Regions from separate parts of the Pan troglodytes genome. Here regions 1 and 2 are each linked to region 3. A link is a contact called in public HiChIP or PLAC-seq data. All regions are on one chromosome and are shown on one strand. Each heading gives the region's core, a stretch centred on a gene start, on an enhancer-like site or on the middle of the called end of the contact. The rest is flanking DNA. Distances are from core to core; before and after follow the strand shown.

What was found. HiChIP or PLAC-seq counts read pairs in DNA pulled down with a chosen protein or histone mark.
Region 1: an H3K4me3 HiChIP or PLAC-seq map of stem cell-derived excitatory neurons shows a contact between it and region 3, with 5 times the contacts expected there. The contact joins the promoter of SLC25A38 here to the promoter of GORASP1 in region 3.
Region 2: an H3K4me3 HiChIP or PLAC-seq map of stem cell-derived excitatory neurons shows a contact between it and region 3, with 2.8 times the contacts expected there. The contact joins the promoter of RPSA here to the promoter of GORASP1 in region 3. A contact is called at or near these places in 1 of 7 Hi-C or Micro-C datasets (stem cell-derived neural progenitor cells) and 1 of 1 datasets of contacts at active chromatin or transcription factors (stem cell-derived excitatory neurons).

The regions. Positions count from the first base shown.
Region 1 is chr2:43,399,272-43,401,971 of NHGRI_mPanTro3-v2.0_pri, reverse strand. It overlaps SLC25A38 (solute carrier family 25 member 38), which reads right to left and starts at 1,291. Exons shown (of 7, transcript XM_516380.9): 1 at 738-1,291. The coding sequence starts at 806. It also overlaps a transcript of CX3CR1 not described here.
Region 2 is chr2:43,422,888-43,425,587 of NHGRI_mPanTro3-v2.0_pri, reverse strand. RPSA (ribosomal protein SA) reads right to left here and starts at 1,321. Exons shown (of 7, transcript XM_024355416.3): 1 at 1,239-1,321; 2 at 193-358. The coding sequence starts at 325.
Region 3 is chr2:43,114,723-43,117,422 of NHGRI_mPanTro3-v2.0_pri, reverse strand. GORASP1 (golgi reassembly stacking protein 1) reads left to right here and starts at 1,348. Exons shown (of 6, transcript XM_063805598.1): 1 at 1,348-1,519. The coding sequence starts at 1,457. It overlaps TTC21A (tetratricopeptide repeat domain 21A), which reads right to left and starts at 1,458. Exons shown (of 26, transcript XM_054681710.1): 1 at 1,135-1,458. The coding sequence starts at 1,458.

The DNA.
Region 1 (2,700 bases), core at 42-2,541, 280 kb before region 3:
TTTAAGGATTAAAAAAAAAAAAAAAGCCGCCCCTACCTCGGGCTCAAGACCTCAGAGGGAGAGCTGCGGCTGCTGCCGTGGCCTCAGGCCTTTAGCGTCTAAAGACTGGTTGCACCCCGACTCCACCTACCAGGCAACCACGCCGCCAGCCCCGCCTCCGCCTCCACCAATAGCGGCCCGGCGGCCCGGGCACGATGACCAATCGAACGCCGGAGGAGGCGTGGCGTCGCCGGGGGACCAAGCGCCGTCCCAACAGGCTGGAACGGTGCCGCCACGACTGGCCCCTCCAGGTAGGCCGCCGCCCGCGGGTGCACAGCGCTACCCGGCCAGCTCGCTGCGGTATCAACGGCTTCTCAGCGTCAGCGCTATTATCAGGCATTGTGACCGTCGCAAATCTGCCCGGGTGCCCTTCCACCTGGCAGCCTACTCGCACCTTGTGGGGGCCGCGCGGGCACACTCCCCGGCACGCGTCCAGTCCAGGCCCCGGCAATTCCGCCCTTTACCGGGACATCGGCCCTACAGCGCCTGCCCCCAGGGCTGGCCTGCAGCTCCTGGCCTCTCCTCACTCCCTGCCCCCTTCTCAATTCCCTTAGTCAGACTCCTCTCCCGCCGCATCCTAAACCCTGAGCGCACCCTGGGGCGCGGAAAAGGGTAGCCGAGCCTTAGCAACGCCCCGAATTCTCCGGCCCGAGCCGGCGGTTCGGACCCCTGCCCTTCCTTCCCCGCAGTGCCCTCACCATAAGCGTTTCCACCGTGTCTCCGACATCTTGGGGTTGCAGCAGCGACGGACGTGAGTTCTGAATCATTGGAGATGAGACCCGCGAGTCCTCTGGGCCCAGGGTGCCGTCGACGGGCGCTTGGGCCCAGCCCTGGAGGCCTTGAAGAAGGCTAGGGGGTGGCGCTAGCCAGGCGACGCGCTTTAAGCCGCGGGCTCTCTGACGTCTGCGCCTATAAGCACGCAGCCGCCGGGGTTCGTATCCTGCTAGTCCAGGGGCTGCGGGCGCGGAACAATCTCGCCGCGGGAATTACGCGCCGCTCTTCACCCGCGCCGCAGATTCCGCGGCTCTGCTCTCCTGCCCATCCTGCCCTGCTGCAGGATTCAGCACCGGAGGAGATGAGGTTCTGTGTATCCCGGGGTGGAGGAAGGGCCGGAGGAACTCTGTAGAAGGGGAGATTTCGCTTCCGGGTGGGACGCTCGTCACGTGAGGGTGTTCTGAGTGCCACCTGGTGAAAACGCCCAGAACTGAAGGATCCGCGCTTCCTTGCACCCAGAACTTAATGGAGCGTCTGCAGGGAACTTTGCTTTTGCGTGGAACGTCTGAACGTATTTACAATCCAGACCTGGTCTGCTCAGTAAGGCAGCCACTAGCCAACGTGGGCTATTGATTTATTAATTGATACATTAATTTTAATTATATTAAAACAAGCAGTGTGGAATGCTTTCTCCTTAAACAGGCGTTTTTTTGTTTTGTTTTTTTTTTCAGGACCATATTTCCCTTTAAATGCTGAAAATTTAGTGTGGAATTGATATGTACTGTATGCATAAACCACACGCTGGATGTCTAAGACTGGTGAGGTAAAATCTCAATAATTTTTATATGTTGAAATGATATTTTGGATATATTGGGTTAGGTGAAATATTAAAATTAACTTCAGGCCGGGGGCAGTGGCCCAGGCCTGTAATCTCAGCACTTTGTGAGGCCTAGTCTGGAGGATTGCTTGAGGGAGCCAAGGAGTTGGAGACCAGCGTGGACGACAAAGCAAGACCCCGTCTCTAAAACAAATAATAATAACTTCATGTGTTTCTTTTTAAATGTGGCTAGTAAAACATTTAAACTTTAACATGTGGCTCCCATTACATTTCTGTAGGACAGCGCTGGTCTAGTTGGTCAAAATTCTGGTTTATTGCTCACCTGGAATCTGTCAATGGCTTTTTTGGTCTCCCAATTTCCCCTTATGCCTGTCTGGCTGATCCATGGAAAAGCATTACTGCTGGGATCCTGACACTCCTGTTGAAAATGCAGTGGCCCTGGTAATAAAGTCCAAGCTTTTCATAGCAACCTTCGCTACTTTCCACCTTCATTCATCACCCAAGAACTAGATCAGAAAGGAAACTGACTTAGGGAGCAAGATAATATTTTTTCAGGCTTCATTCCTGTGCTTCTGAGGTACATAGAACAGGAAAGAAAGTGGTCCCAGAGGTGGTTATTCCCAGAAAGGATTAAGGAAAGTATAAACATTAAAAAAAAAAAAAAAATTACAGGCCGGGTGCGGTGGCTCACACCTGTAATCCCAGCACTTTGGGAGGCCGAGGCGAGCCGATCACGAGGTCAGGAGATCGAGACCATCCTGGCTAACATGGTGAAATCCTGTCTCTGCTAAAAATATAGCCGGGTGTGGTGGCAGGCGCCTGTAGTCCCAGCTACTCGGGAGGCTGAAGCAGGAGAATGGCGTGAACCCAGGAAGTGGAGCTTGCAGTGGGCCGAGATCGTGCCACTGCACTGCAGCCTGGGCGACAGAGCGAGACTCCATCTCAAAAAACAAAACGAAACAAAATTACAAACCTGCCTGGTGATTGAATACTTTGCTACCCTTTGTTCTAAGCTGCAAGGCTTATTTTTCTTTGTGCAGTAGTGATGTTGATAACTATGCACTGAAACTTCTTTTTAAAGGAAGACCTAATTCCACCCTGACACCCAC
Region 2 (2,700 bases), core at 72-2,571, 310 kb before region 3:
CATATTCCTCCCCTGGAGCAGAAATCTTTTCTCCCAATAACAAGAACATTTATTTAAAGTATGTTTTCAACGTAGGGGTCTGGCTTCATTTAAGGAAGATAGAAAGAAATTACCCAGAACTAACCACGAGAATAGCAAGCTCAAAATTTGTACTTACAGCTGGAGTAACAAAAAATTAAAGCAATGACTAACCATCACTTTTCCTTTTATAGATGTACTGTTCCATCTGGAAGTCAAGATTGGTGCCACCTAAGTGGGTTCCTGCTGCAAGGAACTTAAGGACATCCTCCTCCTTCATTTGCAGGACATCAAGGGCTCCGGACATTGTGAAAGTTTCCCTTTAAGTTACGACGGGAATCTGAAATAAGAGAGCAATCTATTTCTTTTCATTCCATTGAGTTAAGTAGGGCACACCCTTAAAAGCAACCAAAAACTCCATCTGCTATAGTGTCAGGCATTGAGCTTACAGTGTAGTGAAGGGTAAACAGAAAGTTAACCCATACATGTCGTGTATTACGGAACAGCGCACATCTTACTGAGGAAATAGTGTGGACGGCAGAGTAACCGAGTAATAAAACTACACGAAATTAGCGAATGGAAATTCAACACTTCTCAAGATAGGAATTAAGGAAAAGTTGTGGATGCGCCAAGTTAACAACTAGATATAAAAGAGCAGCCATGTTTGGAATATGCAAACTAAAGGCAAAAAAGGCATGAATTGTTTTCAGACATTTTCAAGCAGATTGTAGGCGGATGCTTTGGAATTACTTCGCTGTGCTGTCACCACTTGTCTGTCTAAAAACCCGAGAACCTTAACTCCTGACCCGCACGGCGCGAACGGGAAAACCCGACCAGCCCGAACGGGAAAACCCGACCAGCCCAAGTAGCTGGTGTAAATCAGCGCCTGGGCCTCGACTCACCGCCGTGTGGGGCTCCGAAGGGATAGCAACACAGGATGTTAGCCCGCTTTCTGCACTCCCGCCCACCCGCGGCCTGGTCCGAACCCCAGCTCGGAGCCTCCGCTGGAGGGCGGCCTCCACCCGCTCCCGGGGCACTCTGGGAACCCGCCGGCCCGAGCCTGGCCACGTGCGGGCCGCAGGCCTAAGGTGGGGCGCGCCGGGCGGGAGACAGATCCAGTCTGACCGGCTTTCATCACTAGTCTTCTCACCCTTCATTTGAGCAGGAAAAGCTCATTTTTCTAGCCCTGGAAGGCGCCAGGGACGCTACACGGAACTCACCCAGAACAACGCCGTATGGACCCCTCTGCAGGTAGCGCGGAAAAGACAGGCGGCAGGAAATGACGTCCTTATGTACTCCGTTGTCAGCCAATGGCAAAGAAAGTCGAGCGGAAGAAGGGCGGAGCCGGAGAAGAACGCTGCCGGGACTGGGCTTTTTCTTCAGGAAGGCGGGCTTGCGCCGCAGGAGCGGGCCACTGGGCTGTATCCGGTAGCGGCATCCTGGTCGGATCTGGGGCGCTTGTGACTTTGGGGTTTCTAGTGCCACAGCGACGCCCTGTGCATAATTCCTGTCCAGAGCGCGGAACTCAAGTTAGTCAGCCAGGCGGGGCGTTCTTACCCAGCCCTTGTACCTGCGAATATGAGCGGCTTTCTAGCCTAAGCTGCCATTTTGTTACCTGAAAAGTAGGAAGGTTTGTTCGACACGACAAATTGTTAGGTAAACAAAAACTTGAAGATTTATTTTATTTTATTTTCCTGGAGAACAGTTTAACAGGACGTAATTCAGATTTAAATGTTCACTTAGGGGAAGTTTTCTCTGAAAAAGTTAAAAAGGACAAGATTGAACAGATGGTATGGATTATATCTATCTTTTTTTTTTTTTTTTTTTTTGGTATGCGTTATATCTATCTCATGCGTTATATCTATCTCATGTATCTATCCATCTATCACCTGGGGGAAGTTTCCCTGAAAAAGTTAAAAAGGACAAGATTGAACAGATGGTATGGATTATATCTATCTATCTTTTTTTTTTTTTTTTTGGTAGAAGAAAAATTTTGCAATATCCATCAGTAGGAGATAAGTTTGCCGGGCGCGGTGGCTTGTGCCTGTAATCCCAGCACTTTGGGAGGCCGAGGTGGGTGGATTGCCTGAGCTCAGAAGTTCAAGACTAGCCTGGGAAACATGGGGAGACCCCCATCTCCACAAAAAATACAAAAATTAACCAATCATGATGGTGCGTGCCTGTAGTCTCAGCTACTCAGGAGGCTGAGGCGGGAGGATAGCTTGAGCCTAGAGGTCAAGGCTGCAGTGAATGTGATTGCACCGCTGCACTCCAGCCTGGGCAATAGAGCGAAATTCTGTCCCCAAAAAACAAACAAAAAAATAGGAGTTAATTGAAGGGGCGCGGTGGCTGTAATCCCAGCACTTTCGGAGGCTGACGCGGGCGGATCCCTTGAGGCCAGGAGTTCAAGAGACCAGCCTGGCCAACATGGCGAAACCCGGTATCTACTAAAAATTCAAAAATTAGCCGGGCATGCCTGTAATCCCAGCTACTGGGGAGGCTGAGGCAGGAGAATTGCTTGAACCCAGGAGGCAGAGGTTGTGGTGAGTGGAGATTGCGCCACTTGCACTCCAGCCTGGGCGACAGAGTAAGACTCCGTCAAAAAAAAAAAAAAAAGTGCAGGTGCCTCTCTGGGGCCTGCTGAGTCAATCTGATTTCTGAGCCCACCCTAAAATGAACTCG
Region 3 (2,700 bases), core at 99-2,598:
TCCCCTGCTCCTCCTCAGTTCTGCAAAGGGAAGAGAAAGAGGAAACATTCAGGCCTCATCCTGTCCTCTAACAGCCCTGGGAGCAGCTCCATGCAGTTTTCCCAGGAAAGAGTTTGGAGGTGTTTGTTTGGGGGATTACCAACAGATTCTGGTTCAACTATGATGGGGAATTCAACCAAGGCTTTGTCTTAGGAAGGGAATAAGGGGGGAAAAATGAGGACAAATAATAAGAAAAATTATACGAATTGTAGTTACAAGTTATTGTGGGCTTCATATCCACTATCCTGTGCATGGTCCTCTCAGTATCTTTCACAGCTAAGGAAGCTTAAGCCCATGGAAACTACAGCTTGACAAAGGGGCTGAGATTTTAAAGTTAAGTTTCACTTCCCCTAAGGTTTGTGGGTGCTAGGTTGGGAGCAGATGTGGTTGGACTGTAAACATCCTCATGGGCCATATGAAAGAGCCCAGACACCATCCTAAGGGTAACAGAAAGCAGAATGGTTTTAAGGCGAGGGATGTTTTCAGATGTACATTTTTGCAACAACCACTCTGGCTGCTTTTGCATGTGGGGGGTGTGTGCCGTGGTGGCAGCAGGGACTACTGATGCTGAAAAGAGCCAGAGCAGAGAAACCAGATGGGAGGGAGGCTGTTGCAGGCTCTCAGAGGGGAGAGATGGTGCTGGTTCTGGGCTAGAAGATAAAAAGATAAAAAGAAAACCCAGGAGACATCAAGGAGCTGGCATTTCTTGTAGACAGGATTAGAAGATGAGTATAGGGAAGAGGTATGAGTTAAGGCTAGGAGATTAAATGGTGAAGCCATCAACTGGGGTGGGAGGCGCAGGCGAGAGTGAGCTGGGTGGAAGAAGAAGGGATGATGACAAGAAGGGATAATGATAGTGATTGGATGAGCTGGTTTGGGGTAGCTCAAGAAACGGGGATGCTAATTTGGGGCTCAGGGTGCGCAGAAGCCACCGGAGAAGACGCCCTTGCCAGGGGGAGTGGGGCAAGAAAAGGCAGGACCGCCTCATATAACTGAGGACAGCGAAGGGTGGCAGGAGAGTAGCAGGGCAGACGGTCTCTGGGTCAGGGGCGGGGAGTCACGAGGGAGCCCTCGGACAGCGCCCGGGCCACGCACCATAAGGGAGGAATCATTGCTGCTCATCTCGGGCCGCTCGCGGCTCCGAGTCCGGGTCTGGTGGGGCGGTGCAGAGCGGGATTCCCGAGGCAGGGTCGTGGGCACTCTATCGCGGCGGGCGGTTGAAGGCGTTACAGTCCTTGGAAACCGAGCTGCTAGCCGGTTGCTAGGAGCGTCAGTGTCTGGAGTGGGAGGAACAAAACGCCTCACGTCACAAGGCGCAGGAATCGAGCGCCGAGAGAGCGAGTCGGCGCTACTGGCGCCGGGTCGGTCCGGGTAGGCGCAGCGGGACTGGACCTGGGTGCCGAGCGGAGCCGCTGCCATGGGCCTGGGCGTCAGCGCTGAGCAGCCCGCAGGCGGCGCCGAGGGCTTCCACCTCCACGGGGTGAGTTGCCGCCGCGGCGCCGGTGACCTTGGCGAGGCGCCCGCAACCCCGCGTCCGGGCGTCCGGTCGCCGGCTGGCTGGCGACTGCGGCGGGGTCCCGGCCCGAGTGTTTCCGCCTGGGTGGCGGGAGGTGCCCCCTGCCCGGTGGGAGCCTCCTGGGAGAGGCGGCCTCGCGGGACTCCCGGACCCTGGCTAGTCCACGGCCGCGGTCGGGCCCAGCGCCCGCCCCAAGTGCCAGCAGTGCCGGAAGCGGAGCGTTTTCCTGGTCCGGCCGCCGGGAATGGCGCTCCTCCCGGGTGAAGAATGCACCACTACCAGTCGGGACGCGCTCGTGCACTTAGCACACATTTACGCTCGCCTGCCGCGGGCCGCTCTCCGTGCTGGGCCTGGGAAGAGAGTCAGCCACGCCGAGGACAGTCCCGGGGGCCGGGGTTAACCGAGTGGACGCAGCTGCGGGGGAGCCCGTCGGCGCGCGTCCTGCCAGTCGTAGGGTCGAAAGGGCTTCCGAGGGTAGAGGACCGGTGCAAACCAGCCACGGGATAGTGGGGAGCGGGAGGGCCGGGAGAGTGCTGCAGAATCCTCGAGGAGAGCGTTTGCAGCTGGGGAGGGTCCCAGCCTTTAGATGCCGCTACATGGAGGTCTGGGCGAGCAGGCTTCCGGAGAGTGGAGACGGAGTGGGGTTCCTAGAACGGAGTGTGCTGTGAGGGTGAGGAGAGGGTCCCGCAGCCGGATGGAGATTTGTGCCTGCGGTGAGGGAAGGGCTATAATGTAGGTGAGAGGGGCTGGGGGTCTCTGACCCCGGAGCGCTGCGGGGAAGAGGCGTCCCTGCACCCCCCTTTCCCTAGTGAAAGGCAGCTGGATGCAGAGATGAGTGGAGACAGGCAAGCTTGTCGGTTTGTGTGTTTTGAAGGTAGGGTCTGTTGCCAGCTAACCACATGAGAGGGCTAAAAGTTTCTTAACGTGAAAACCAGGCTGGCTTGGAGAACCCAGAGTTGACAGGATTTGTGCTTGGGAATGGGCTTTCTTATGGTGAGACACCAAACAGCAAGCGTGGACAGTTGAATGCATCCAGCCAGGAGAGTCTTCCAACAGGTTTGATTAAAGGCAAAGGAACTCAGGATATTGGCAAGAGGAGGGGTGGGGCGATGATGGGAGCTTCGAAGACGGGAGGGGCCTGCCTG